Regions from separate parts of the Mus musculus genome. Here all the other regions are linked to region 1. A link is a contact called in public Hi-C, HiChIP or PLAC-seq and promoter capture Hi-C data. All regions are on one chromosome and are shown on one strand. The core of a region is the stretch at or near the end of the contact, and the rest is flanking DNA. Distances in the headings are between cores, read along the strand shown.

What was found. Promoter capture Hi-C pulls out the DNA fragments that hold promoters and counts their contacts. Hi-C and Micro-C count contacts between places; a contact is called where the count stands out from the background. HiChIP or PLAC-seq counts read pairs in DNA pulled down with a chosen protein or histone mark.
Region 2: an H3K4me3 HiChIP or PLAC-seq map of the SCID.adh cell line shows a contact between it and region 1, with 15 read pairs. The contact joins the enhancer-like site here to the promoter of Dcp1a in region 1. A contact is called at or near these places in 17 of 39 promoter capture datasets (the 3T3-L1 cell line, 3T3-L1-derived adipocytes, the C10 cell line and 10 more), 1 of 15 datasets of contacts at CTCF or cohesin (embryonic stem cells), 10 of 484 Hi-C or Micro-C datasets (B cells, CD4 T cells, the CH12 cell line and 6 more), 21 of 115 datasets of contacts at active chromatin or transcription factors (DN3 thymocytes, the SCID.adh cell line, T-cell acute lymphoblastic leukemia and 12 more) and 4 of 9 other capture datasets (adipose tissue, liver, macrophages and 1 more).
Region 3: a contact with region 1 is called in a promoter capture Hi-C map of the HPC-7 cell line, with 6 times the contacts expected there. The contact joins the enhancer-like site here to the promoter of Dcp1a in region 1. A contact is called at or near these places in 18 of 39 promoter capture datasets (the 3T3-L1 cell line, 3T3-L1-derived adipocytes, the C10 cell line and 11 more), 4 of 484 Hi-C or Micro-C datasets (bone marrow-derived macrophages, cortical neurons, liver and 1 more), 18 of 115 datasets of contacts at active chromatin or transcription factors (bone marrow-derived macrophages, craniofacial prominence, embryonic basal ganglia and 10 more) and 5 of 9 other capture datasets (adipose tissue, embryonic stem cells, liver and 2 more).
Region 4: a contact with region 1 is called in an H3K4me3 HiChIP or PLAC-seq map of bone marrow-derived macrophages, with 6 times the contacts expected there. The contact joins the enhancer-like site here to the promoter of Dcp1a in region 1. A contact is called at or near these places in 19 of 39 promoter capture datasets (the 3T3-L1 cell line, 3T3-L1-derived adipocytes, the C10 cell line and 13 more), 1 of 15 datasets of contacts at CTCF or cohesin (pro-B cells), 1 of 484 Hi-C or Micro-C datasets (bone marrow-derived macrophages), 26 of 115 datasets of contacts at active chromatin or transcription factors (the 230-238 cell line, DN3 thymocytes, the NIH/3T3 cell line and 19 more) and 5 of 9 other capture datasets (adipose tissue, embryonic stem cells, liver and 2 more).
Region 5: a contact with region 1 is called in a Hi-C map of stem cell-derived neural stem cells, with 2.8 times the contacts expected there. The contact joins the enhancer-like site here to the promoter of Dcp1a in region 1. A contact is called at or near these places in 29 of 39 promoter capture datasets (the 3T3-L1 cell line, 3T3-L1-derived adipocytes, the C10 cell line and 17 more), 4 of 15 datasets of contacts at CTCF or cohesin (the NIH/3T3 cell line, large pre-B cells, pro-B cells and 1 more), 14 of 484 Hi-C or Micro-C datasets (B cells, bone marrow-derived macrophages, cortical neurons and 8 more), 43 of 115 datasets of contacts at active chromatin or transcription factors (the 230-238 cell line, CD4 T cells, the NIH/3T3 cell line and 30 more) and 5 of 9 other capture datasets (adipose tissue, embryonic stem cells, liver and 2 more).
Region 6: an H3K4me3 HiChIP or PLAC-seq map of forebrain shows a contact between it and region 1, with 4 times the contacts expected there. The contact joins the enhancer-like site here to the promoter of Dcp1a in region 1. A contact is called at or near these places in 13 of 39 promoter capture datasets (3T3-L1-derived adipocytes, the C10 cell line, the HPC-7 cell line and 10 more), 3 of 484 Hi-C or Micro-C datasets (bone marrow-derived macrophages, embryonic stem cells and nephron progenitors), 14 of 115 datasets of contacts at active chromatin or transcription factors (the NIH/3T3 cell line, bone marrow-derived dendritic cells, bone marrow-derived macrophages and 11 more) and 4 of 9 other capture datasets (adipose tissue, liver, macrophages and 1 more).
Region 7: a contact with region 1 is called in an H3K4me3 HiChIP or PLAC-seq map of bone marrow-derived macrophages, with 8 times the contacts expected there. The contact joins the enhancer-like site here to the promoter of Dcp1a in region 1. A contact is called at or near these places in 18 of 39 promoter capture datasets (the 3T3-L1 cell line, 3T3-L1-derived adipocytes, the C10 cell line and 10 more), 4 of 484 Hi-C or Micro-C datasets (bone marrow-derived macrophages, embryonic stem cells and immediate neuronal precursor), 17 of 115 datasets of contacts at active chromatin or transcription factors (acute myeloid leukemia, bone marrow-derived macrophages, craniofacial prominence and 9 more) and 2 of 9 other capture datasets (adipose tissue and pancreatic islet).

The regions. Positions count from the first base shown.
Region 1 is chr14:30,477,982-30,481,415 of GRCm38.p6, forward strand. It overlaps Dcp1a (decapping mRNA 1A), which reads left to right and starts at 1,584. Exons shown (of 10, transcript NM_133761.3): 1 at 1,584-1,835. The coding sequence starts at 1,641. It also overlaps a transcript of Cacna1d not described here.
Region 2 is chr14:30,025,680-30,029,113 of GRCm38.p6, forward strand. All of the region lies in intron 1 of Chdh (choline dehydrogenase), which reads left to right. It also overlaps the pseudogene Gm18760. Among named protein-coding and RNA genes, the nearest start is that of Gm35449, 6.3 kb to the left of the region's middle. Within about 2 kb of position 1,887, at least 7 of the 459 cell types and tissues checked have an H3K27ac peak or open chromatin away from gene starts, as enhancers often do. A contact at or near this core is called in the SCID.adh cell line, where this site is marked.
Region 3 is chr14:30,053,169-30,056,602 of GRCm38.p6, forward strand. All of the region lies in intron 39 of Cacna1d (calcium channel, voltage-dependent, L type, alpha 1D subunit), which reads right to left. Among named protein-coding and RNA genes, the nearest start is that of Gm52106, 18 kb to the right of the region's middle. Within about 2 kb of position 1,948, at least 33 of the 459 cell types and tissues checked have an H3K27ac peak or open chromatin away from gene starts, as enhancers often do. A contact at or near this core is called in the HPC-7 cell line, cortical neurons, embryonic brain and 2 more, where this site is marked.
Region 4 is chr14:30,107,661-30,111,094 of GRCm38.p6, forward strand. It overlaps Cacna1d (calcium channel, voltage-dependent, L type, alpha 1D subunit), which reads right to left. Exons shown (of 47, transcript NM_001083616.2): 20 at 3,406-3,434; 21 at 126-185. Among named protein-coding and RNA genes, the nearest start is that of Gm52106, 36 kb to the left of the region's middle. Within about 2 kb of position 1,606, at least 6 of the 459 cell types and tissues checked have an H3K27ac peak or open chromatin away from gene starts, as enhancers often do. A contact at or near this core is called in bone marrow-derived macrophages, where this site is marked.
Region 5 is chr14:30,135,338-30,138,771 of GRCm38.p6, forward strand. The region is part of intron 9 of Cacna1d (calcium channel, voltage-dependent, L type, alpha 1D subunit); the gene reads right to left. Among named protein-coding and RNA genes, the nearest start is that of Gm52106, 64 kb to the left of the region's middle. Within about 2 kb of position 1,849, at least 44 of the 459 cell types and tissues checked have an H3K27ac peak or open chromatin away from gene starts, as enhancers often do. A contact at or near this core is called in B cells, the SCID.adh cell line, T-cell acute lymphoblastic leukemia and 7 more, where this site is marked.
Region 6 is chr14:30,162,621-30,166,054 of GRCm38.p6, forward strand. All of the region lies in intron 8 of Cacna1d (calcium channel, voltage-dependent, L type, alpha 1D subunit), which reads right to left. Among named protein-coding and RNA genes, the nearest start is that of Gm52107, 60 kb to the right of the region's middle. Within about 2 kb of position 1,866, at least 33 of the 459 cell types and tissues checked have an H3K27ac peak or open chromatin away from gene starts, as enhancers often do. A contact at or near this core is called in forebrain, neural stem cells and pancreatic islet, where this site is marked.
Region 7 is chr14:30,194,674-30,198,107 of GRCm38.p6, forward strand. Cacna1d (calcium channel, voltage-dependent, L type, alpha 1D subunit) reads right to left here. Exons shown (of 47, transcript NM_001083616.2): 4 at 2,051-2,190. Among named protein-coding and RNA genes, the nearest start is that of Gm52107, 28 kb to the right of the region's middle. Within about 2 kb of position 1,823, at least 72 of the 459 cell types and tissues checked have an H3K27ac peak or open chromatin away from gene starts, as enhancers often do. A contact at or near this core is called in bone marrow-derived macrophages, forebrain, hippocampal neurons and 3 more, where this site is marked.

The DNA of each region.
Region 1 (3,434 bases), core at 334-2,833:
GAAGGGGAAGGAAACAAAGAGGAGGGGAGGAAGGGAATGAGAGATATTTGGGGAGGAGGGAATAAAGGACTGCCTCTGGATGTCGAGGCAGAAGTGGCCCACAGGCAAACGGCAGTTAATAAAGGTAAAAGGGGAAACCCCACAGTAGGATGTGTTTAATTTTAATTGGGCACATTAATTAGGTGAACTAAAGGGGGCTTTTGATTGCTGGACTTCAATACTTTTATAGCTGGACTTTGGTAGTCGGCCTCAGGAGAAAGAAGTGGCTAAATTAGGGACTAGACCTTGGTGGCTAGTGTTAGGAATAAAATCTAACAGTTTTTAGCAAGGCAGAGGGAAAAGGGGAGAAGAGCAAGGTCTGCCAGAACCTTGCCTGCCATGCTGGAACTGGTAGTGAGGTTCCTTCACTACCTTTCCTGGCTCAGATGGCAATAAGGACGCCACCCTCTGGAATTCAAAGAGAGACATCTATCATGGGGCTGTTTGCTTGCGTTTAGTTTCTCCTAGAGCCAAAAGAGTTGGAAGCTCGGAGCTGGCAACCACTCAATAAGATCAGTGAGTGTGTACAGAAGTGAAGGGTGAATAACCGATAGGCGGCTGTTCCAGCTTTTGTAGTTGCTTCACACGCGGTTCTGTCAAGAATGTAAAGTTTGCCCTTCCATTAGTATGTAAAACCACAAGCAACACAAATATGTGGGGGTACTTTGAGAAAATGTAAAGTTTATCCTTTCAAAAATGTTCATTTGTGCTGAGATGTCTTCAATAAAGAGAAACGATGGTTTTTAAAGCAACTCAATGAAAACAGCCTGAGCACTTTGCTTTACCTCTTAGTACTTCCTGATCCCTTAAAATGCCCAATAAATGTTTTCTTTTTAAAAGAGATCTACTTACTATTTTAAATAATAGACGTCTCTATAGAACAATAGAAATATTTATCTGGGACCCAGATGAGGAAAAAGACGAGCAAAAGAGGGTAGGCCAAGTCTATTGTAGTTCCAGGCAGGCTAGTTTGGCTGCTTTGAAACATTTCTTTCAAAAGTTACCAAACTGTTAAGAGTGAAGGTGCACTCTGAGGTCAGAAGTGACGGACAGCTCCCCTTCCTCATTTGGACTGAGTTTTCTTTTTTCTTTTTTTAAAGATTTATTTATTTTATGTATATGAGTACACTGTAGCTGTACAGATGGTTGTGAGCCACCATGTGGTTGCTGGGATTTGAACTCAGGACCTTTCGGAAGAGCAGTCAGTGCTCTTAAACGCTGAGCCATCTCTCCAGCCAGGTCTGAGTTTTCTAAATGGTACGTGGAGACCTCATGTCCTCAGCAGCAAGCATTTCGATTCTGCGCCGGAACCCGAGTTAGGGACTGCGCTGGGGTGCAGCCTCCCCGGCAGGAGTCAGGTTCATTCAGGGAACCGGTTCACACCCCGCCAGGTGAGAGAGGTCTCCGGACTATCAGCTCACGGCTCCACCGCGCAGGCGCGGGGGCCTGTCTCTTCCGGCAGACGCGGCCCGAAGAAAATCGGAACCAGGGCTCCTGGCGCACAGGAGCAGCGGATGAGATTAGCTGAAGTACCACGCTCGGCAAGGCTGGGCCGGTAGGCGGAAGTGGAGGGCTGACTGAGCTGGGGGAACTTTGCCTGGATGGCACTTTCCTGTTCCACAGTCCGCCCCCGCCGGAGGGGCTCGGCTCTGAGATCCAAGATGGAGTTGTTGAGTCGAGCTGAGCAAGAGATGAGTCTGGCGGCCTTGAAACAACACGACCCCTATATCACCAGCATCGCAGACCTCACGGGCCAGGTCGCCCTGTACACTTTCTGCCCCAAAGCCAACCAGTGGGTGAGTGAGGCCCGGCCGGGGACAAGGCCAGCCTGGCCGCTGCCGCCTCTTAAAGGGACCGCGCAGACAGCTGAGGATTGGGGGTGGGGGAGAGAAGCAGGAGCCCAGGACCGCAAAGGCGAGGCCGGGACCTCTCCCAAAACCGGGTCCGGAGCCAAAGAGGTGACCGGGGCACGCGGAATTGAAAGAATGTAGCGGAAGGAGTAGACCAGAGACAGAGCAGGGAAATCGGATGGAGGAGAGAAACGAGGCAGGATCAGTCTTTTTGGGTCGGTTCTCGGGGCTTGAGGTTGCATTGGTAAAATATGAGACAAGTTAATTTTAACAAGTGAGTGAAAGCCTGTGTTTGAAGACTTTGAGGACTCTTAGATACATGTACTTGATGGAAGAGTCCGCTCCTCTTTCCCTGCCGACCTAAATGTGATGGTTTGGATTTGAAGCTTTAAAAATCAGCTTCAGGAGTTAGACCAGCTTTAGTCGAACTACTCTGTATCTCTGGAATTTGAGGAAAATTTTCAAGGCTACTTCAGTAAGAACTGGATTCCTTGGAGACGTTTGCAAGAAAAAGAGACCAGTGCTAGGACCTTTGATGGCTCCCTTCTTTTGGGATTGTGTGAGTGGCATAGAGTTGCAGAAGTTACTTTGTCTACTCGCAGATTCTAGTTAACCTCAACTCGAAGCACCTGTGTACACGGCCCCTTTTCTTGTGCTCCGTTTTTCCTCATTCACTCATTGGGCTATACAGAGGTTCGGTTTTAGAACATTAAAGCTCAACACCTGCGCTGAAAACCCGAGTTAACGCTGTTGCAGCAAAAGAAAGAATACTAATGTTCGATTTTCTTGTTTATTTCTTGTAGTACAGGAACTCAAACCCAAGACCCCCTGATAGCAGGCAGGCACTGTTCCTCTACCACTGGGCTATATACCCACCCCGAGTTACAATTTCTTAGTCACATTTTCAGTTGTTTATTTTAAAACCCTACCAAATTTGCCTAAGGCAGAGAATGGTTTCTATCCATGATTCTTAACAAAGTTCTGAAAATAATAAATTGTGTTTGGTAACCGCAAAATGTGTAACTTGTGAAAATATTCCTAAATCCTCCAGAAATGAAACAAAGGATCTTATAAGAAAATTTCCCAAGGGTAGGGATTTAGCTCAATGGTGCACAGCTGTGCATCATGAGCCCCAGGCTCTGAGTTCAACCCTGGTATCAGGGTTGAAGAAAGTTCTATTCTTTTTCTATAAACTTCCATAGACTGCTTAAGTTTGTTTTGTTTTTTTATTTTGGTTTGGTTTTTCTTTTTTTAAGTTGCAGTACACAATACCTTGACTGTAAATATTAAGATACCTAATTGAAAGGTTTTTGTGTTTACAAAGATAAAACTGGGGCTGGAGAAGTGGCTCAGTAGTAGCTACGAGCATTTGCTGCTCTTCCTGAGGACCTGGCTCAGTTTTCCAGCATCCCCATGCTGGTTTATATCCATCTGTAACTCTAGTCCAAAGAGATCCAATGCCCTCTGCTGTCCTCTGTAAGCTCCACACACACATATGTTACAAAGACATATGTATGCTGACAAAACATTCCTGCACCTTTTTTA
Region 2 (3,434 bases), core at 637-3,136, 450 kb before region 1:
CAGTCTTGGCATGCTCTGGACAGCTTCTCTTCAAATGCTTAAGAGCCAGGTGTGAGTATCTTCTTTGCTAAGTGTCTGTTAATGTCTTTGACTCACTTGGTAATCAGGACGTTTGTTAGGTATACTTAGCAGTTTAGTTTATGATGTGTGTATTTTATGTGACAGTCCTTCATCTCAAGTGCAGTCAGTGGCTTGTCCTTTCTTTCTCTTGACAGTATCTTAGTAGACTTTTTTAATTTTGATGAGATCTGGTTTACCAGTTTTTAGCTTTGTGTTTAGTTTTTGCCTTTGGCGCTCTATTTTAGGAAGTCATTGTCAGCCACCCCACACACACATTGGGCTTTCCTATTGTGCTCTTGAATTTTATTTTTTATTTTTTATTTATTTTTTTAATATGCTTTGTGTTTTAGACTTGGGTTTGGGATCCATTTTGAACTTTGAAGCTATGTCCAAGTCTAGCTTCTCTTGTGTGTTTCAGTGGCTCTGGTACCCTCTGTTGAAAAGGCCATTTCTGCTCCATCCCACTGCTTTGTTGGCCTATTTACATGACTTAGCTTCTGAGCTCTGCCCTGCTCTGTTGATGGCTGCCTGTTTCTTTGACGGTGGTTCCAGCAAGCCTGGAGATTGAATAATGCCAGCCCTATAACTTAATATTCTTTGAACATTGCATTGGCTTTTTTGAGGTCTTTTGTGTCTGCATATAAATTTTGGATCAGGTTATTAATACTTACAAATCTTGCTGGGGTACTTAAAGGGATTGCACTGATTCATAAGTTAAATGGTAAAGAATAAAGACAGAATTGAATCTCCCTACCCACAAATAAAGAATATCACCCCGTGTAGCTAGGTTTTCTTTGGTGATTTTCTGTAGGGTTTGGTAGATGTCCAACTGCAAAGGTGTTTTGATTTATTCCTTCTCACTGGGCACATTCAATTCAGTGGAACTGTGTCTCCCCTTCAGTGGCCCATGCTCCCTGCTGGCATTTCGGAGTGTGACTGATACTCGCACCTTGACTCTGTCTCCCGAGGTCCCCCTGGAGCTGCTTGTTAGGTCCAGGGACCTTTTTGGTCAGTTTTTTTTTTTTTTTCAGATTTCCTACACAGATGATCTTGTTGGCCAGAAGCATTCATGTCCAACCCCCATGCCTTTTGAGTTTCCTCCATTTGACTGTTAAGTTAAGCTGCAATGTCCAATGTGATGTTAGAATCGATTTGCCTTGCTCCTGGTTTTGGTGGGAAAGTGTCTGCATTCCTTGCCACGACAGAGGTTTTGTAGATAACCTTTATCATGTTGGGCAGCAGAAAGGTACTTTAAAAAATTTTTTGCCCAATGCTTTCTCTGTACCTCTTATTTCTTCACCTCATGATAATTTTCTTTGTTTCTTCCTCCCTTTCTTTTATTTTCCATTTTTTTTCCAGACAGAGTCTCACTATGTTCAACCTGGAATTTGCTATGTGAACAAGACTGATTTTGAATTCACAGAGATCCACTCGCCTCTGCCTCAAAAGTACTGGGATTAGAGGTGATTGGCAGTTTTAATAGTGTTTCAGAACAACAACAACAACAGAAATCACATAACTACTTATATGTTTTAAATCTGGTAGAAGGCATAAGAAAGAGGTTGTCAACAGGGAAAATAAGTTTTTTTTCTATATGCCTAAATAGATCGCCTAAAATATCTGCAAAGTTCAACCTAGTGGTAGTAGTGTTGTTTTTTTACTTGAAATGACAATTTGCAAAAATGGAAAATTAAGAGACTTTCTATTATTGTTGTTGTTGTTGTTATTATTATTAGAGAGATGATAGAGTGTAAGTTGGCCTGGCTAGAGATACTCAGTGAGAAAAATGGAGCCCTCTGACTCTCAGGCAGGTGTCCCTGTGCCCTCCCCACTGGGTGGCGCTGCTGTGCTCGCCTCACTGGGTGCTCACTGGGTGCTCTCTCTTCCATGTGCACTTCTCTTTTCTTATTCTTTTTTTTCTTTTTTCAAGTCTATCCAGTCTCTTTGAAGCTTTTGTTTGGTTGTCAGTGACTTTAAGAAGCCAACATTGGGGTTTTCTTTACCATCACTGGCAACACAGTCCTGCAGTAGATCCCTTGCAGTCGAGTGTCTCTCCAGTACACTTCATTTCAGTGCATGGACACCGTCTCTCATCTCTGCTATTAGCTCCAAGGGGTGCCTCGATGGCCCTGAGACCTCAGGAGGAAGTGAACTTGAATTGATTCCAGGAAGACCAAGCAAGGGGCAGTCTCCCTCTGTGCAGGCGTGACCCCACTTGACATTTAATACACCTCACATTTTGAACCTGAGTACCGATGCGCCAATGGGCTGATTTCTGATCTTTGTGTCATCTTTGGTTTATTGTTCTCCTGGAGTTCTTTTCTGTCACTCATATTTGTATTCTGTATCTTCTCCCATTCCTTCTCTCTCTTTGCCTTCTTTAACTCCTGGTGGGGTGGCATGCGTGACCTTCAGGCCACTCCTCACCAGCTCCTTCCCTGTAAGCAGTCTTCCAGCACAAGGTGCTTGCTCTCTGAGGTAGTACCGCCTGAATCTGTTTCCTTTTGTCATGTGATCTTTTCTCTTCTGCCATCCACACTTTCTTGATATTGGATTTGGACGCAGGAAGAAAGTCCTTTTCTGCACATGAAATGCGTGAATGCTTATCCTATTTTGGAGTCTGAGGTAGGGAGACCAGCCTGTAGGTCTCGGAGGGAATGTACACAAACCCAGAGCCCCATGAACTGATTTTCACATGTGAAATGTTTCACACGATGAACACCCGGGGACCAAACTGCTTGAATGTGGTACATAAGTTTGTTTGTTTATTTTTATGTAGAACTAGAATCAAAACTCTAAAAACATTTTAAATTTATTTGTGTGTGTGTGTGTTTGTGTGATATGCAAGTGTAACACAGAATGTTGTGGCATGTGTGTGGAGGTCAGAGGACAGTTGGTGGGGAAATAGTTCTCTCCTAGCATGTGGCCTCCAAGGTCTGAATACAGGCCATCATCCTGGAGAGCAGGTAATTATTACCTTCTGAACCTGCTGCTACAAACTATCTGGATTTGAGTTCTAAAATTTAGTTGAGAGATTTTTCTTGTCTGGCCACCTTCCCCTCCTACCCCCAGCTGTACTGGCCCTCTGTGAGACCCATCCCAGGATGCTTATTCATCTTTGTTCATAAGCGATACTGATCTATAGTTCTCTTTTCTTTGATGTTTTTGTCTGTCTGGTTTTGGTTTTAGTGTGGTGCTGGCCTTTTAGATCGGGTAAAGACATGTTCTCTGCTTCTTCTGACAGAGACTAGAGAGAATCAGGGAGTGCTCACCCTTAGGTGTTTGGGAGAACTCTCCTGGCACCCATCTCTCAGGGTTTGCTACTTTGTTTTGGACTGTTGTTATTTTCTATGTATATTGGCTCATCCTAGCAT
Region 3 (3,434 bases), core at 698-3,197, 420 kb before region 1:
TATATCCCATACACACTGAGGACCTGCTAGCAGAGGGGGCGGGATTCTGAAACCACACAGACTGATGAGGTCTTGCTACCATCTACAGGCAGTACAAGACCCACGGGTGACAGCTCTCTGGACTTCCCCATAGACCCTCTCTGCTGGCCTTCCTTAGCCCAAGGGGTCAGTCATGATGGGCCTGGGAAAGTCTGCATCATCCACACCTCTGTCGGGGAAACCATGTGAACGGCCTGTAAACAGGGTAAAGGGAGTCACAAGCTCTGAGAAAATTGAGTTTTCAGCATTAATTTGAAGAAGGTCAAGATGCTGACTTCAGACTAACAGGGGTTTCATCCTTCTCCACAGTCGCTCTGGGGTCTTAGGTTCTACCTCCGGTATGCAGGCAGCAAATAGTAACCCCTACAAGCTAGCAGGGAGCCAAAGACACTGCCTGGACAAGCAGCTTGTGCTCCAACCTCAGGGCCGTTTACAGAAGACAGTCGTGGAGGGCTGGGTCCCTGGGCAGAGAGCACTTTCCTGGCCTTTCTTCTCAGCGCCACACAGAAGTTGAGTAGCTTTGAGAAGGACTGAGATAAAGAGCAGTGCTCACACCTGAGACACTGTGGTGGGACAGATGCTTGGAAAAGGGAAAGGGAGGGAGCAAGGGAAGAGGGGAGGGAAGGAGAGAGGAGGTGAGCAGAGTGGGGCTAAGCCGAGCTAGAACCCCTGGTGTCAAAATACTCAAAGCTGGTCATCTGCAAACATCGGTGGTGACAAAGGTTAATTCAAAATGTAAGGTTGTCCAGAGACTTCTCAAGCGGCCCTTTATAACAACAGCTGCATCCGCAAGAACATCTGGTTCATTAGGTGGTTCTGCAAAAAGGCTGGTTTGTTCCGAACCCTTCTGTGATTGGACACCAGCAGGTCCTTCTGTTTCATGAATTGTAGGGACAAAGGTCAAGCTAGGGAATCGAAGCTTTATGGGTCTTACCTAGGAATGTTAGGCAAAGGAACCTTAGTTCCTGGGAGAGGGGACAAACACACATTCCCAACTAAAAATGGCATGAAGCTTAAGCATGGTACCCCACACTTATTATGTAACCACAGAAGGTGGTAAAGACAGTCTTCTAGCATACATATCAATGTACAGGAAGGGAAAGAGGCATATCCCAGCATATCCCAGGGTCCCAAACAGTTCATGGCGTGCCAAAAAAAGCTACTTCCTGCTGCCCTTCTAACCACAAATACACTCGTGTTTTTGGAAGTTTGTTCTCTCTCTCTCTCTCTCTCTCTCTCTCTCTCTCTCTCTCTCTCTCTCTCTCTCTCTCTCTCTCTCTCTCAGATTCTTATGTCCAGCACATTTTCTAGGTCTGCAACAGGCCCACCTCTATTCCTCAGAAATACCATGAAGGCAGCTCCAGGGGTGTGTTGGTAGAAGGTCTTACTCAGTTCAGCTGCGGGCATGTGGAGTACGGCCATACATACCCACTCATTCAGTCTCTAGAGTGCAATTCTCAAGACACAAGAAGAGTGGTGAGAGTCCCTTGTCTGACTTTTCGAGAGAGGTCTATTACGTATTTGAGATTCGGATAAGACACAATGCTTGAAACCCCTGCTTCTGTTTCCATAAAATAAACATGGGTTATATTCATTCTCTTTGACACTCCCAGGTACACTGTGCACATCAACGCAGATGGATTCTCAAGACATAGGGCCAGGAACATTTGCCAGTTTAAATAACAGTCTTGCTCTCATTTAACTGACTGGACTAGGTATCATTAAAAGAAATAGAAAACTATTTATTTGGATAATTTTTAACATCATCCTTCGTTGATGAGTTGACATTTCACTGAAATACACATGTAACAGTTGCATAATGAAAACAGAAACTGTCTCCAGCACACCTTCAGAGTTACACGAGATTAGGATTTCGTTGACAGGAATGGGGAGTAAACAGACAGGACAGAAGGTTCGTTTGCAACATAAATCATGGAGAGGGTTGACAGGTGGCTTGGGGTACCACTTCCCCAAACAGATAATGACAACATATTTATTAAAGAGACAGGAGGAGAGAAGGCAACACTCTTCCCAGATGTGAAAGCAGAGGGTTTTGAACTCATGATCCTAGTTCGCAAAGCGCACCTGGTAAGAGTGGGGCTGACTCGCTCTCTTGCGTGGGACCTGGGGGCAGGGGACCGACACACAGGTTCCCAGCTAGAATTGAAATGGAGCATAAGCACAGCACCCTGAATTTATTACATATCACAAAACACGAGAATGAAAATTATTCTAGCACACATATCAAGCTAAAAGGTAGCTTAGGCTGTTCCAAACCCCCAGAGGCACAGAATCCAGTGTTCCAGAATACAGACAACTATCTTAAACCCTCAGAGAAATTACTTACAACACTAAAAAAAAAAAGTATTTTTCTTGAAGAAAACATTACAGTCAGTAAAATTTTCTAGTCTTTCATATTTTATATATCTATCTCTATCAGCAAAAATATTGTTTTAATTTGAAATGTGGTCATTAGCACTTAATCCACACATAGCCATATAAAGTCATTCCATTAACATCACAGTAGAGTTATAGTTTTGAATAAACACAGAATTGCTATAAAATATAAACATTATTGACTTGTTTTAAGATGTCCAATCTTACAAAATATTAAACAGGATTAAGCCTAGTTTCTGGTTGACTTTAAAATGCTAGCTGTTATCATAAATATTTGTTTAAAAAAAGAAATGTTGGCATTTTGCCTGTAGACTGCTCCTTTAAGTTTTAGACACCATTTAATTGGAATTTTATAGATATTTACTCTACTTAATGATTAAGTCACCAAAAATATATTCTCTCTCAACATCTCTGAAGCAACAGCATAAAGTGACGCTCTGCTGTGGAGCAGAAATGCCCATTTCCCTTCCTGGCTCACCCTCAGGGTGGGGTGCTGTCTGTCTGGATGCATTTGAAAAGCATTTGCTGCCTGCTTCCCCAGACTAGCTCCCTGTGTCAGGCCAGCCATCTGCCAACTCTCACTCCACAGCATGCATACACAAACACCCAGAGACCCACCCCAGACCTACGCTGTAGCAGTGGAGGACAGAGAGGCAAGTCTCCAGGCGGCCCTGGGAGAGACCCTCCATCTTCACGGAGTGGGTGCCAGGGCTTCAGACTCCTGCCAAAGAACGTTACCGTGGCACAGCCTGCTCCTCAACCCAGACACGCCTCATTTAACCAAAGCTGGCTCTATGCAGTCACCTCACTATTGACAAGTTCTGGTTAATTTTAGGGGGGAGGGGCAGGACTTGGCCCACACTCAATTACAAAGAACAGTTTTAGACTAGCTGTTAGAAGATGGGAGATTAAATCCTGAAAGAATGAACAGGCTTGTCTATGTGCCGTCCCCCGCCTCCTCTGCACATGGGCACACCCCTTATTCTACCACTGCCTTC
Region 4 (3,434 bases), core at 356-2,855, 370 kb before region 1:
TGATCTCAAAAGCAAAAGTACCCGTGAAGACGTAGTCCGCATAACCTAGTATCTGGAAGGGAGGCAAAGAACGCAACCATTACTGCTGTGGCTGCATAGAGGAGGGTCAAGGAGAAATGTATTACCTTTAACAGGATTTCAACCGTAAAGATGGCTGTGAAGGCATAGTCAAAGTAGCCCAGTATCTGCAAGGCACAACACACAGCAGTCAGCCCAAGGATGCCAGATTCATGCCCAAGAGCAGAACCGCCAGCTTCTGTCCAGAGGCCCTTCTCCAGGCAGGACAACCTGCTGCTCCCATGGGAAGGCTGAGACACTCAGAAGGACCCCTCTCGCCCACCCATAGCTCGTCTTTGCAACCACCAAGGAATGTTGGGGAGCCTGGCTTCCTTTACCCACTTCGGCTGACTGGCTTCCCAGGCTCCTATTGTGACCCAAAGGGACTTGTTTCTGAAAGTCTTGTGTTAATAAACTTCCCTCTGCATGGGCTCCCAGTGGGTTGTAGCACCTGATAAATGAGACTCACACACCTTTGGCAGTTTTGAACTTGAATGAAATGCTCTGCTATCTAGCTGTGCCTCATATTGGTGAAGAAATACAATGTCAGTGAAGGAGTCAAGGGTGCCAACCAAGCACAAGGCCCCGGGGATCTATTCCCAGCACCATATGGCTACTGTTTTTAATTATAAAAAGCATAAGTAAAAATGCTAATTGCATCAAATGAAGTCAGAAAATTTCACGTGTTCCTGTCCACCCCGGACAATGTAATCATCAAGTAATGTCCTGAACCCACCCACATATGCTGGGATGGCTCAGTCTGTGACCATGATTTGTACTTAGTGTCTTCCTCCTGCCACGCTCTGTAAACTCTGCTTTCTTTCAAGGCTGACTCTGGCCTTTCTGGGTCCATGCAAAGACTATACTGACGTAGCATTCCAATTTTTAGTATAGGCTGCTCTATTGGCATTCCTGAAAATGTCACCTATTATCTATAAAATCTTCTGAGCTCCTGACGCAAGGTTCTTGATTTTTTTTAGAGCCACTAAGACTCAGAATCAGGGCAAGTGGGCCAGGAACAAGAAGTCCAACCACCGCAACAAGCTTACTCATAGTGTGCTGAGGACCCCATGACTCTCAACTGGAAAGATATCAGGCAAAACTGCCAGTACACAAGCTTGTCCTGGGTGCTGATCTCATGGATATGTGTGCTGTGGCTTTATTGCATCTGTCTGTCTATCTATCTACCTATTGTCTGTGACACATGCATATGCCACAGTATATGTATAAAGGTCAGAGGACAACTTTTAGCTATCAGTTCTTTTCTTCTACCATCTGAGTCCCGGGAAGTGATCTCAGGTGGCCAGGCATGGTGACAAGTGCCCTTTGCTACTGACCTGTCTTAGCAGCCCATCTATGGTTTTGAAAGAACTGAAGATATTGGTGTTGGAAGGACTGTAGAGACCATTTGGCCTAGGGCAGGGACATCTGCTCAGGCCACAAAGCCAGTCACAGGCAAAGAGGTTGGTGGGTGTAGTCCAGAGTCTGAGGGCTTTGTTATCTCCTTTATAGGAGTCACCGCTGGAGCATGCAATACCTCTCCTCCACAGAAGGGGGAGCTGTGCGTCTCTTCCATGGAAGTAGGGGAGCTCTCCTCAGAGGTAACCCTGTCCCAAACTTCCCATTTCTGCACTACTAGGCAATGCTAGAGCAGCTTTGCCTAACTGTGTATTTTCTAGTCAACTATCAGCCCCCTGCCCCCACCTTTCCCTCATCCTCTCTTCCCACACTGAAAGTACCTGGCAGCCACACTAATGTGGTACCCAGGGGCCAATCCCAGTTCTTAGACTTAAGTACTTTCTTCATGTGGCCTCTACTCCCCTTGTCACTAGAAACTCAGCTATTGCTAAAATGAAACTCTGTAGTGTTATAACAGCAGCACACACCCGAAAGACAAGGAAAACCAAGGAACTGAATACTGGGAAAGAGACGATGACACACTTAACCTGCACTAGCCCCTGCCCTGTGACATCATGATTAGTCTCTAAACACCCTCCTGCCCTGTGCTCCATTTTTATGATGGAGCTCAAGGACAGAGGGGTGTGTGTCCACTCCGTTTAAATGCTAAATGAAGATGGCTTGGGGGATCTCAAATCAAAGCTGAGTCTGTGAGGATGGCCTGAGGCAGGCTCACTGCCTTCATCTTTATAGGGATGCTCCCTGAGCCACTGGGAAATGTCCCTTCCGTATTCTCCTGAGAGCATCCTTTCATCACCAATAGGTTTGCCAGGAACTGGAATGGGGAGCTATAACGTGAAGGCGTGGTTACTGAGACAAAGCCTGGCACTGAGCTGCTGGCATAAGAGGTAGGCTGTGCTTATGCTGCCTCTCCCGGGCAGTACCTCGGCAGCATCAGACACTGCCTTTCAAGATCCAGATGCGATGGCCAACGGGCCCATGGCTGTCTGAACGAGTCTTTGGCCTTTGCTCAGTGCTGAGTTAGATGAACTGCTAGGGAAGAGATCCTGAAGCAAAGACTAATGTAGAAACAAGTATCTTCTAACACAGATACATCAGTGCCAAGCCCTATCCCTGTTTTGCTGTGGATGTCTGTATCTGAGTCAGCTGCTGGGTGGAGACTTTCAGGGGACAACGTGTTCCTATCTGCAAGTATAACATAGTATCATTAATAGTCTCAGATATTGGTGATCTTTTGCAACATATTCATACTCAAAATAGCTCCATTGGGAGACAAAATCAAATCCAACAATAGCAACAAATACACTGACTTCTCCAGCATTAGCTTCCTTTGAATTTTACATTTTTGGGGGAGAAGGGGAATTGGTTTTTAAAGGCTCTGGGCAGCCTGATAGGGAAAATTGAATGAGAAGTGTATCCTTAAGCTATGACGCTGGGTGAATAATCAAAGATGTAACTACCGCCTGTTGCCCCTTTCAACTTGGTCTCACGTCTTCTCCCTGATCTGTGTCTCTCACCAGTGGGGTAGCTGCGCAGCTTTAGGTAAATTCACATAAGAGAGGGCTTTCACTAGCCAAGGTCAGAGTTCCTGAACCTACTCAGGGTGGTTTCAAGTTTATCTCCTCCCCTTAGGACTCTAATGAGCTATCAGTGTGCCTCTAGTAAGGAACGGGAAACCCCATAGTAAGAAGAAAGGAATGAAGAAGTCCCTGAAGACACGAGCAATATTATAGAGGCTTCTTTGTAATCGAGCATCTCCACTCACTTCGTCCAGAGAAAGCAACCCCTGGCACCACACACAGCGAGCACAGGAAGCTCTAGTCCAAGCCTCCCACACTTGGGCCTGCTGTCTGGATGGTGCCTGACACAGGCAGGCTGGGGCTGACCCCCAGGGTGGTCCCACCCTCATCTCCTCTCTCAGAGGCTTACCGTGTTGCGGAATGAGTGGCTACGGATGG
Region 5 (3,434 bases), core at 599-3,098, 340 kb before region 1:
AGGCTGGATAACGCATCAGTGGCAGGACTGTGCTCCTTCCCCAGGAACAGGGGTCTGACCCCAAGCTCTTCTGTCCTTGCATCATTTTCATGGCAAGCATGAGCAGCGTCGTGCTGTGACAACACGGCTAAACCCCAAAGTCCCAGGTGGCCCCTGAAGGCACCGCTACATGCTTGTGCTAATGCGTGTTGCTCACACAGAGCGAGGGATTTCTATGACGCAGCCACATTCACCTTGGGAAATGTGGGTCAAGGTCAGACTGAGGCCTCCAGGTCTGAATCAAGACCTGGAGTTGTGCCCAGAAAAACTACTCTCTTTGTTAGAGAAAGAGAAAGGTGGTACTGTGGGAAAGGTGGCACAGCAACCGAGGTTCCTGCCCCACCATCGCCAGCAGAGTCGGTCTGTGTTCCCAGCAATAGAACGGCCATTCCTCACTCCAGGAAGCCAGCTTCCTCAAAGAGATAAGATGGCTTCCTCTCTCTCACATCGTCAAACCACCCCAGAGGCCACGCTGCTACTGAGGTGAGTGGCCCCCAGGAGGGGTTACCTCTCTTGACAGAGGCCCCAAGGCACTCATCAGCATGTTGTAAATACTAAACCCAAGCAGGTCGGCTTCATCCTTGGCCTATATTGGTGTGCAAGCTTTACAGAGTTCTTCCTTCTCGAGCTTTTAGGGCCCTGTGAGCCAAATGCTTTCCATCTGACTATCCCCTGATGCCTTTCCTCTTCAGGCCTTCTGAGGAGGCTAGGATTCTAACACAGACAACCCCACTTAACCTCTGAGCTCAGCATTCTCACACTGCAACAAAACCATGCCGTGTATCTCTCTTCTGGGTGAGCGGCTGGCGCGCAGCTGGCTATCTGCCTCTGCAGTCCATGTCTTCTCAAAGATTTTTTCCTCTTTCTGACTGGGGTCCATCTTGGTGTCAGCACTAAGCTGTCCATGCCAAGGTATCCAAGCAAAGCGTGCACTGCCTCCCAGCTACAGCAGTGACCCACAGACAGCTGGGCAAGCTGTTCTTGGTATACACATCTCTATGTTAATGATCCTGGATGCTTTGTCAAGTGGTTGGGGACGGGGTAAGGGTGCGGTCAACAGTATTTAGGACAAAACTTTATATTTAACTTTATACTTCCCAAATAAGGCTATTCTCATTGAAGAGAACTGAGTGCCCCCAGATGGCTTTTGTTCTGTTTTTGGTTGGTTTTTTTTTTTGGGGGGGGGCTACCTCCCTTACTCTTGAAGCTGAGATTACTAGCTTTAGCATGGCCTTGGGTAAATGAGCCAGCGACGCCCAAGAAGCAATTTGAAACATGTAGCCTGGAAAAAAAAATCAGCCAAATAACATTATTGGAATTTCTAAACAGTTTAAACTTAAAAGCATCATTCAAGGAAAAGCATTTCCAAGCGTGTCTTCCAGGCTAAGAATATTCACACTGAATCAAACGAGCTCCCTCAGTTGGCTCAGAGGCTTCTTCATAGGCACAGTGCAAACGGAAAGGTGCCATCTCAGTGATGCCACACGTTTGAGGGAAAAGGCCAAAAGACCAAGCATGACCAAGCATCAGAGAAACCAAGCGATTAAAACATAGGCACTTTCCACACAGCGCATGCAGCTCACGCAATGCCTATGCACAGGGAGAGGAAACCAGAAACGTCAGGCAAGGAGCCTCCACAGAGCAAGAACACCTCAGCAAGTTACCGTGATCTTTAGCCCTGCGTTGTCGAAAGCAGCAAAACTTCCTTTTCTTCTTATCCTCTCTTAGCAGATCAGCCACCGTGACCCCTTCAGGTTGAACACAGGCAATTCCATTACCAGACAGTAGAGGGCAGCAAGAGCAATACAAACAGGGCAGCCTAGCAGGCAGGCAGGCAGGCAAGCAGGCGGGCAGAAAGGGCAGCAACAGCTGGTCCAGTGTGGAACAGCGGAGGCCTGAGGCATGTCGGCATGTCTCCAATCCACTTTTGCCACCCACTCCTCCTAGCTAGGAATCTATAGCTCAGGATCTGAAGGGTTGAGGGCATTTGTCAACCTGTCCCAGAGAACCTATTCTGAATGCGCAATCTACTATCTAGTTTGTGACACAGGTCTCCTATGTTTGTCCTTGCATCTAAGAAAGTGCTTAAGGAAAGTGCCCTTCAGGGAGTCAGAGGCTCTGGGTATGAATTGGGAGTGTGATGCCAATCAGGACTGGTCTCTGGGGCAGGGCAGGTGGCAGTGAAGAAGGTGGGCTCTGGACTCTGACAACTGTACCTCCCACTGCTGTATGAACATGGATTGGTTACCTAGTGTTGCTTACTCGTGAGATATTAGCAAGGACTGGGCCATTGCTAATGAGTTGCTGGAGAAGAAGTAAATGAGAACCAAGGTAAGAGAAGCGATGTGCTTCACTCCAGCGACACATGACCACCCATAACTGTTAGCATCCTTGTTACTAAAGCCCCTAATGGTCATCGGGTCACAAGGGAGACAGTCACAGACTCTCTGACATCTAGCAGTGCTGCATTTCTGAACTCGTGCCAAGCCATCCAGCTAACCTCTAAAGTAGAGTCTACATGTGCATGCTCAGAAATGGGAGTGCACAGGCAGTATAGGGGGCCATATTGGGGCCTGCAAAAGCATAGGAACACGGGCCTACACCTTAGTGGGACTACTGCATTTCTACAAAGGGCATGCTCTCTCCACACTGCAAGTTCCCCCTCCCCAACCTAACCCTGAAGAACATGGCACAAATGTTCCAATACCCATGAGTTGGAACATAGCCCATGAACAAAGCTGTGTGAGATCTCTGAGACCTTGTGAGAAAACTCTAAGTAACTAAGACAAGAGGTCTTATAACCTCGGTGCAACAGGATGTGGGTTGTTTTTGGAATGCGCTTATGTCCCCTTCCTGGGTGTAGTAGTGAATAGGAGTGAGCTCACTTCAGACTATTCATTACAACTGGCTATTGTTACTTGTTTACTCCTCCAAGGAAAAGCATGGTTTTGCCATGTGTGTCTTGTCCTCCTGACTGTACACTTTTCTCAGGTGACTCTTGTTAACCCCCAGAGTATAAACTGTCTGATGCTCTGAATAAAGCTGGCTATTGCATGGGACTTTACTCCACCTTGTTTTTTTAGGCCCCACTCTCCCAGGTTCACGCTGCTACCCTGAGCGCCAACAGTGGTGGGTTCCAACTCCAGTGCAGCGCTTCACGACTGCGCAGCCTCGGGAGGCTATGTAAGGCTGGCACACTCTGATTTCCTCATCCATCAAGTTCCTGTCTCATAGAGCAGTGTGAAGAATAAGAACTCATGTGCCCATAGCCCCAGGAACAGCATCTGATACACACGAAATGCCAGATAAATGCTAATTGCCGCCCCATGACCTTTGAGTAAATAAATACCAGACTGCTTAAGCTTGTGATGAAAGCCACACGGCATGTGCTGATT
Region 6 (3,434 bases), core at 616-3,115, 320 kb before region 1:
CTAGATGACTAACAATACAATCTCACTCCTGGAACATTTTTAAAGGTAATCTGAAGACATGTGAATATTATAATTTTTATAAAATTAAATTTTAAATCACACCAATTCTTGACCTTTTGTGTGTGTGTGTGTGTGTGTGTGTGTGATTTCTCTACTCTTCAGCCATGATCAAAGCTTACCACAGGCTCTACAAGGACCCAGGAGATCTCAGCTCTGTTAGCCAGTTCTCCCCCTTTGTCCCTGCCTCCCAGAGCCCTCAGGTCCTCAGTCTCTGCCTTCCCAGCTTTGTTTAGTTTCTCCAATGTCTTCTGCTTCTTCCCATGGTCCGGCCCTGATAGAAGCTCAGTGCCTTCTGTCTCTGCACTATGCCTGTCTATGGCAGATGTTTCTTCAGCCTTCAGTGCCCCGGGACACTGCCACACACCTCCACCATAGCTGTGCCACCACATGGCCTCTCCTATTCTCAGAGCATTTGTAAAGGTTTTTCACCATAAGTTTACCTTCTTGATTAAGCATGTTTCATAATGACAAAAAAAAATCACCTTTCTACATAGCTCAGGGTGGTCTTGAACTCATGACTCCCATGCCTATGTCCCTGTGCTAGAATTGCAGGCCCATGTTACCATGCCCAGGTCTCTGCTCTGAACTCGTTACAGTAACCACGGTGGCTAGTGTGGCACTGGGTAAATACAGCTCCTCTGTGTGGGCACTCAAACATTACTCATCAGATAAAGGAAAAGCCATTCTTTTTTAAATAGGAGAGAAGGGGAGAGAATTAAGAGGAGTCGAATAAGACACTACTTTGTCTTGTCTGTTGTTTGAACCTAACTAGATGGCACAGACTTTTTACGGGTCAGTCAGTCGCTCAGCACTGCCTCCAGACAAAGTCACCGTGTTCCAGAAAACTAAAGAAAAGGGAGACAGTACATAGCTTCCCATAGTTCATCTGGATGCCCAAACCCACATTCTGCCAGCACCGCAGGTTCATATCTCAGCTGTTTCTCAAAGAGACAGCTATGATTTGCATGGCTTCCCTCCTCCCAACCCCCTTCTTCTTCAGAAAAAGAATCCTCTTAACGAAAATGTGTCTTTGAGGCGTTTAGGGCAAATAACTTACCCAGACCCTCTCAACGTTCTGCCTTGTGTGCTGGGCCCTACGCACGCTGTCTCACACGGGCAAGGTGCCGAAATAAAATCAAAACCCCAAGAAGAAGCAGGTACTGAACTGTAACAAGAAGTTGCACATATGGTAGACATGCTATCTTTGTATAGATACCAAGCTGCCCTACAGAGCCGATACCTGAGGCATGGAAGCAATCTTACTAGCCTATATAAGAACACTGAGCAGAAGGAAAGGATCTGGCAGAAGATGGCAGTAACATCTTAGAGACTGTCATTAATATGTTTCTTACAAGAAGTCGAGTTATTAAACTCATAAACATTCTTTTCATTGTAGGCAACAGTGATGGCCACCAGCAGGATGAGGAACGCATGAAAATTATGGCTTTAATTTCAACTATTAAGGTATCACCAGCTTTGAGAAGAGCTGAGTCTGTGCATAAAATCACTGTAATGAATTCTACTCCCCTAGGACTTGAGACCAACACACTCCACGGTCGCCTCTGCAGTATCATTGCCCTCGACAACCTTCTGCCTTCTGAGCTGCGTAACAAGATGAGCACAGGTGGGGAGGAGATTGCTGACGGTCTGCTTTGGACACAGTTTGCCACGGGCAAGATGGATGCCCAGGAGGGCACATGAGGCCAGCGGAGCCTGCCAGGTCCTCAGAGGCCTCTGCTCAGTGCTATCAAAGACAGTGTGGTCAGGAGCAGATGATAGCCACAGCTGACAAGTGAGTGCTCTACTGAATCTGTTTCTAGAGCCTGGCTGCTGTCCACTGCTGTTGCCAAGGAAACAAGCGTCAGCTTGAAGGAACAAGCATCAGCGAAAACTTTCTCTTACCTCGTTTCCACTGATCCAACAGCCATTTCTATGGAAACAGCAGCTGCCAGCCAGCAGCAGAGAGGTCACGCTTACTTGTTGATGTCAGGTGTGGCTACCAGCCTGCGCACTTCTGGGACTTTGGTACGTGCAGCTCTTGGGGTTTCTCTGTCAGCTACGCAACAAGAAAGCTTAATGTCCAGAGTAGATATATATGCATGTTTAGCTTGGTTCTTTATTAGAAAAGAGAAATTGGGTATTTTTCTCTTTAAAGTCAGATTGTGGCTTAATTTCATACTTTACCAAAGCTAAACCAAAGAGCATCCCTAGAGGACTGTGGCTCTTTTCAGTACCCCAACCTCAGCATCAATTCCACTCATAACATGACCCCAAAGTCCAAGAAGGACACCCAGTTATGAGGACAGGCTTTCCAGACAGCCTCATTCAACTCGAGTGAAATTATGCAATATTTTGGAGTCTTTTGCTTAAAGTGACCCTCAGAGGTGTCTCTGAGATTCTGGGAGCTCAGAGAGTAATTCCATACAGAAGAAAACACCTAAGTGTAAGAGGGTTCTGTAAGGAGCTCTCCACCATCCTCTTCTCTCAGGCAAGCTCTCTCTATGTAGCCCTGTTTGCCATGTTAACACACTACGTAGACCAAGTTGGTCTTGAACCCTTATGGAGATCTGCCTACCTCTGCCTCCTGAGTGCTGATATTAAAGGTGTAAGCTACCATTCCTGGGAAAGGCTAGACTTCCATTTGCCAAAAGGGTTTTGTTGTTCAAGCCATGGGTTCTCATTACCTCAGCACATTATATTTCTGTTTTCCAAGATGGGCTAATGGCAGCTCAGGACCTGGGTGCTATACCTCTTAACTCTGCATACAGTCTGACTGCTTTTCTATGATGCGAATATGTCAGAGGTGTAGATACAGGAATGTAGAAATCCTGCTGTTCACTATTTATCAATAGGTTTTGGTAGTAAGATATAAACTATCATGAAACATGTAGAATGACTATTCCCATGGCATATGTCTTCACTTAGAAAATACCCGAAAATGTGGTGTTTTGCCCCATAAACCAGTATCCAAGAAGGCAGCAGAGATTTCCTAGCTCATAATGCCATGACTATAACTGGACCAAGGACCGACTCCCCATGCTGTAAGCCTGACTCTATTCTGCAAAATTCTGACAAAGTGTGGTCTTAAGTCTCTCCAGGGACGTTACCACCTTCCCGCCCCACTTTCTCTGTAACCATCCATCTTTATTTCGGAAGCTGAGGCTTCACAAAAGCAGCCATGCTTCATCTCTGTCTGGGTCTGGTGTTTTATGTCTTCAGAATGGAGTCTAGGAAGTAAGTTTCAGAAAGACAAATTGTTTTGAAAATTGCCTCTGCTTTTTTTTTTTTTTTAATACAATGCTTTGCTTTACCCTGTTTGCCCCCAAACTCTTCAAGTTAAGATAAAGGGGCCCGGTTGATGGTCAATCTCCATT
Region 7 (3,434 bases), core at 573-3,072, 280 kb before region 1:
AAAATCAGTGGCAGGCCAGATGAGCTAGGATTTGATCCCCTGCTCATGGTTTCCCAAGCCATAGTCTAGATCTAGGCTGACTCTACTACAAAAAGCCCTTCAGTTTATTAACAGTCCACAATGTTCAATACAGTGATTTACTCTGGGTATTTGGATCACAAACACCCCTTAGTCTTAGGAAACTGGTTATTATTTATCTTATAGTTCCTGCACCCTGTCTTTCTCTTTCCCCTAACACTTCTTTGCTTGGCCTCGTGGACTACAGCTCAGTTTCAGCTGAGACTCCTGTGGACCTCAAGGCCCAGGTGCAGGGCTCTCCTCTCTCCAGTTCTCAACTAGTTCTCTCCCTTCCCATTTTGTGTTACTCAGGTCTCCTGGAGTTTTATCTCTTAAACTTGGTAAGACTGCCATATTGGCTCTGTTCCCTCTTCCTGTGCTGTTCTAGTTGGGCAAAATGTTCCAGCAGAGAAAAAGCTAAGGTGACATGGGGACATAAGAAGTGAAGCTATGTATCTCCATTCTCTAGTCTAATAAAAGTCCAGTGGCAGGAAAGCACAAGACTCTCCCAGAACAAAGAGACATCTGCGGCTCCAGTTTGCCAGCCCGTGACAGGTGTTCCAAACAAGAGGAGGCTTCTGCCTTAACGCCTATCTGCCACCTATTCATTTTGGATACATTATTTCTGCAATACACACATAGGTGCCAATGTACAATGGGAGGTTTTATAAAAGCTAGCTTTCTTCCTGGTAAGTATAACCATCCAGTGGGCCACCACTTTGGGCCTTCCTTATTTTCATTCCCCGGGGTAAAAGGACACCCCACCAAACGTAAGCTACTCTCCAAACAGACAGAAAAAGTCATCTCCAATGAAAAACCAGTGCAATCAGGATACAGATAATCCAGAAGATAACCAAGCTGCAAGTTACCTGCAAACAGCAACTGAATAAAGCCACAAAGAGGAAGGCAGAGAGATGGTTTTAAAAGCTCTCTCCAAACTGGAGAGAGGACTCAGCAGTGAAGAGCACCTGCTACTCTGACAGAGGACTTGGGTTTGATTCCCTGCACCCTCACAGTGACTCAAAATCATGGTATTCCAGTTTGAGGGATCTGACACCCTCTGCTGGATCCCATGGAGGCTAGACATGCATGAAGTACCCAGACATATGTGCAGGTGAAATAATCACATACATAAAGTAAAAACAAATACATCTTTTAAGAGCTCTCTTGATGGAAATAAGAGAGTATTCCTAATTTTAGGGGTAACTTACAGAACAGCCCAGGTAAGGAGTCCCAAAACAGGGCTACATCTTGTCTCCCTTGGTGGATGTTTGCTCCAAAGACCTGATTTGTGTTTCCTCTGCTGGCAACAACTCAGGGTGTGGAAGGAATGGGGCAACACAGACCTCTATTTTTCATTGTAACATACTCCTTTAACTAAATCTACCAGCGTCTTCCTCTCACAAGAGGGTATTAAAAGAACACCTGCTTCTCTGCATTTTCCAGTTTATTTTATTTTATGCCAGATATGTGACATTATTCAGACGCTTGTTTTGTTATTTAAAATGGGAAAGTGGCATGCCAAGGTTTCTCCCACAACTCAGCATAAAAACATAATAGCTCTGCTCAAGGGATGTTAAACAGCAGCGCACCGCACAGCAAGAAAGGCTCTCTCGTATGATACACATGGTTTTAACTAGCAGGGTGCTAGCTTTTAGGAGCTGCATTCACCTGACTCCACCCACCAGCCAGGCAGGTCTATTTGTGGAGACTTGAGGCCCTGTGAGGTGAATCATCTCTCATTAGCGGCTGAGACTTCCTCTAACAGCCTGTCACTGACTTCCCCAAGCACACCAATCATGAGAGCTCTTCACCCAGGCCTCTGCCCAGGGATTGACAGCAGCCCTGTCAGCATTAAAAGAACCCCTGCTAGATCCTGATGCCATCACGGGCATAAGAATAACCACCTCCCCCAAGAAGGCTTGTGTTCCCTTTACCATCCAGCCCTCACCTCCATTCCCAGATAAACGTTTTTCCCAAACCAAGGACTTACCCTACAATTACTATAACAAAATCCAGTAAATTCCATCCATTCCTAACGTAAGCATTAGGATGCAGCAACAGTCCATACGCTATAATCTTCAGAAATGTCTCCACTGTAAAAATAATCAGGAAGGCATATTCTACTTTTTCCTGTAAAGAGAAAGGAACACACCAAGGGTGGAGAAAGAAAGAATCAATGATCAGAATCAATAGCTCAGAGACAGAAGCACCCCCCCCCCACCACGCACAGACATGATAACAGACAATGTTATCATGAGAACTAGAATCACTACCCTGCATGTGGACCAGGAAAACATTTCAATTTTGATGCTGAATTTCTCATAAGCAGCTAAGTGTTAAGTACTGTCATTCCAGGCTGCATTACTGCATTTTGCCACCTGCCCTGATGCATGAGCAGTGAGCCTGCCTGGGACATCATGGGCATGTTTTCTATTTGCACACATTTGCACAACACAGCATGTTTTCTCCAAGATTGCCAGATCAGGCCCAGAAAAGCACCAGGATGAAACAAGCATTCTGACAGTGGTTTCTGCACAGAACACACCGTCTGGGAGAACAGATGCATAATGGACTTTACCCTTATTTTTTTTTCTTGGGTTTTCCTCTGACATCTTATTCTGATCTGACTGCCCTCAGCACAGAGAAGAGGGCAGGGATCTCAGATGCCTAATACTGGCCTGTCTCCTCTTCCTGGCTGGCACCAGTGATGGACTCCCTCCTAACCAGCCTCCTGGAGATACAGCTCCGCCTTTATCTCAGTTCCCATGTCTGCTCCCATCTGATTGCCACATCCATCTGCAGCATTGCCTGATGGCTAGAACCTCTCCAACTCCAACCCACATTACCCCCCAAGCAAGGATGCCCCAGTCAACAGGTCTAAACACATAGGCTCTTTCTATAAATTTGATAGAAACTCAATGGACAGGGCCATGAGTATCCAACCAGCATTCTCTGGCTTTAATTTACTTAACAAAACAAAACAAAATCTCAAGAATGAGAACTTTTCTCTGTGGGCTCTAGAGTCCTCAGCTACTATCATCCTTAGGGTAGACTAATGGACTTCACTTACTAACATGGCTACTACAGAAGGCTATAGTAACTATGGCTCAGGAAACAGTGAGCTTTTCCTCCATATGCCAGGTACCCCAGAAGGAACCAGCATTTAAAAACTTCCCAACTCCAGTCCCATCCTTGCAAAGAATGGCCTGGAAGGGTTCACAGGAGTTTTAAACACATACAGAGAGAACCTCTAAAATCCAGAGTTAGCATAAGAGCACTCCCCTACTTGTGCTGAAGCCAAGGGTCTTGGCCACAGCTCCTGGGTCCTTTCTTTTCCCCATGGTCACACAAAAGAAGGCAGACACTGTGTGACC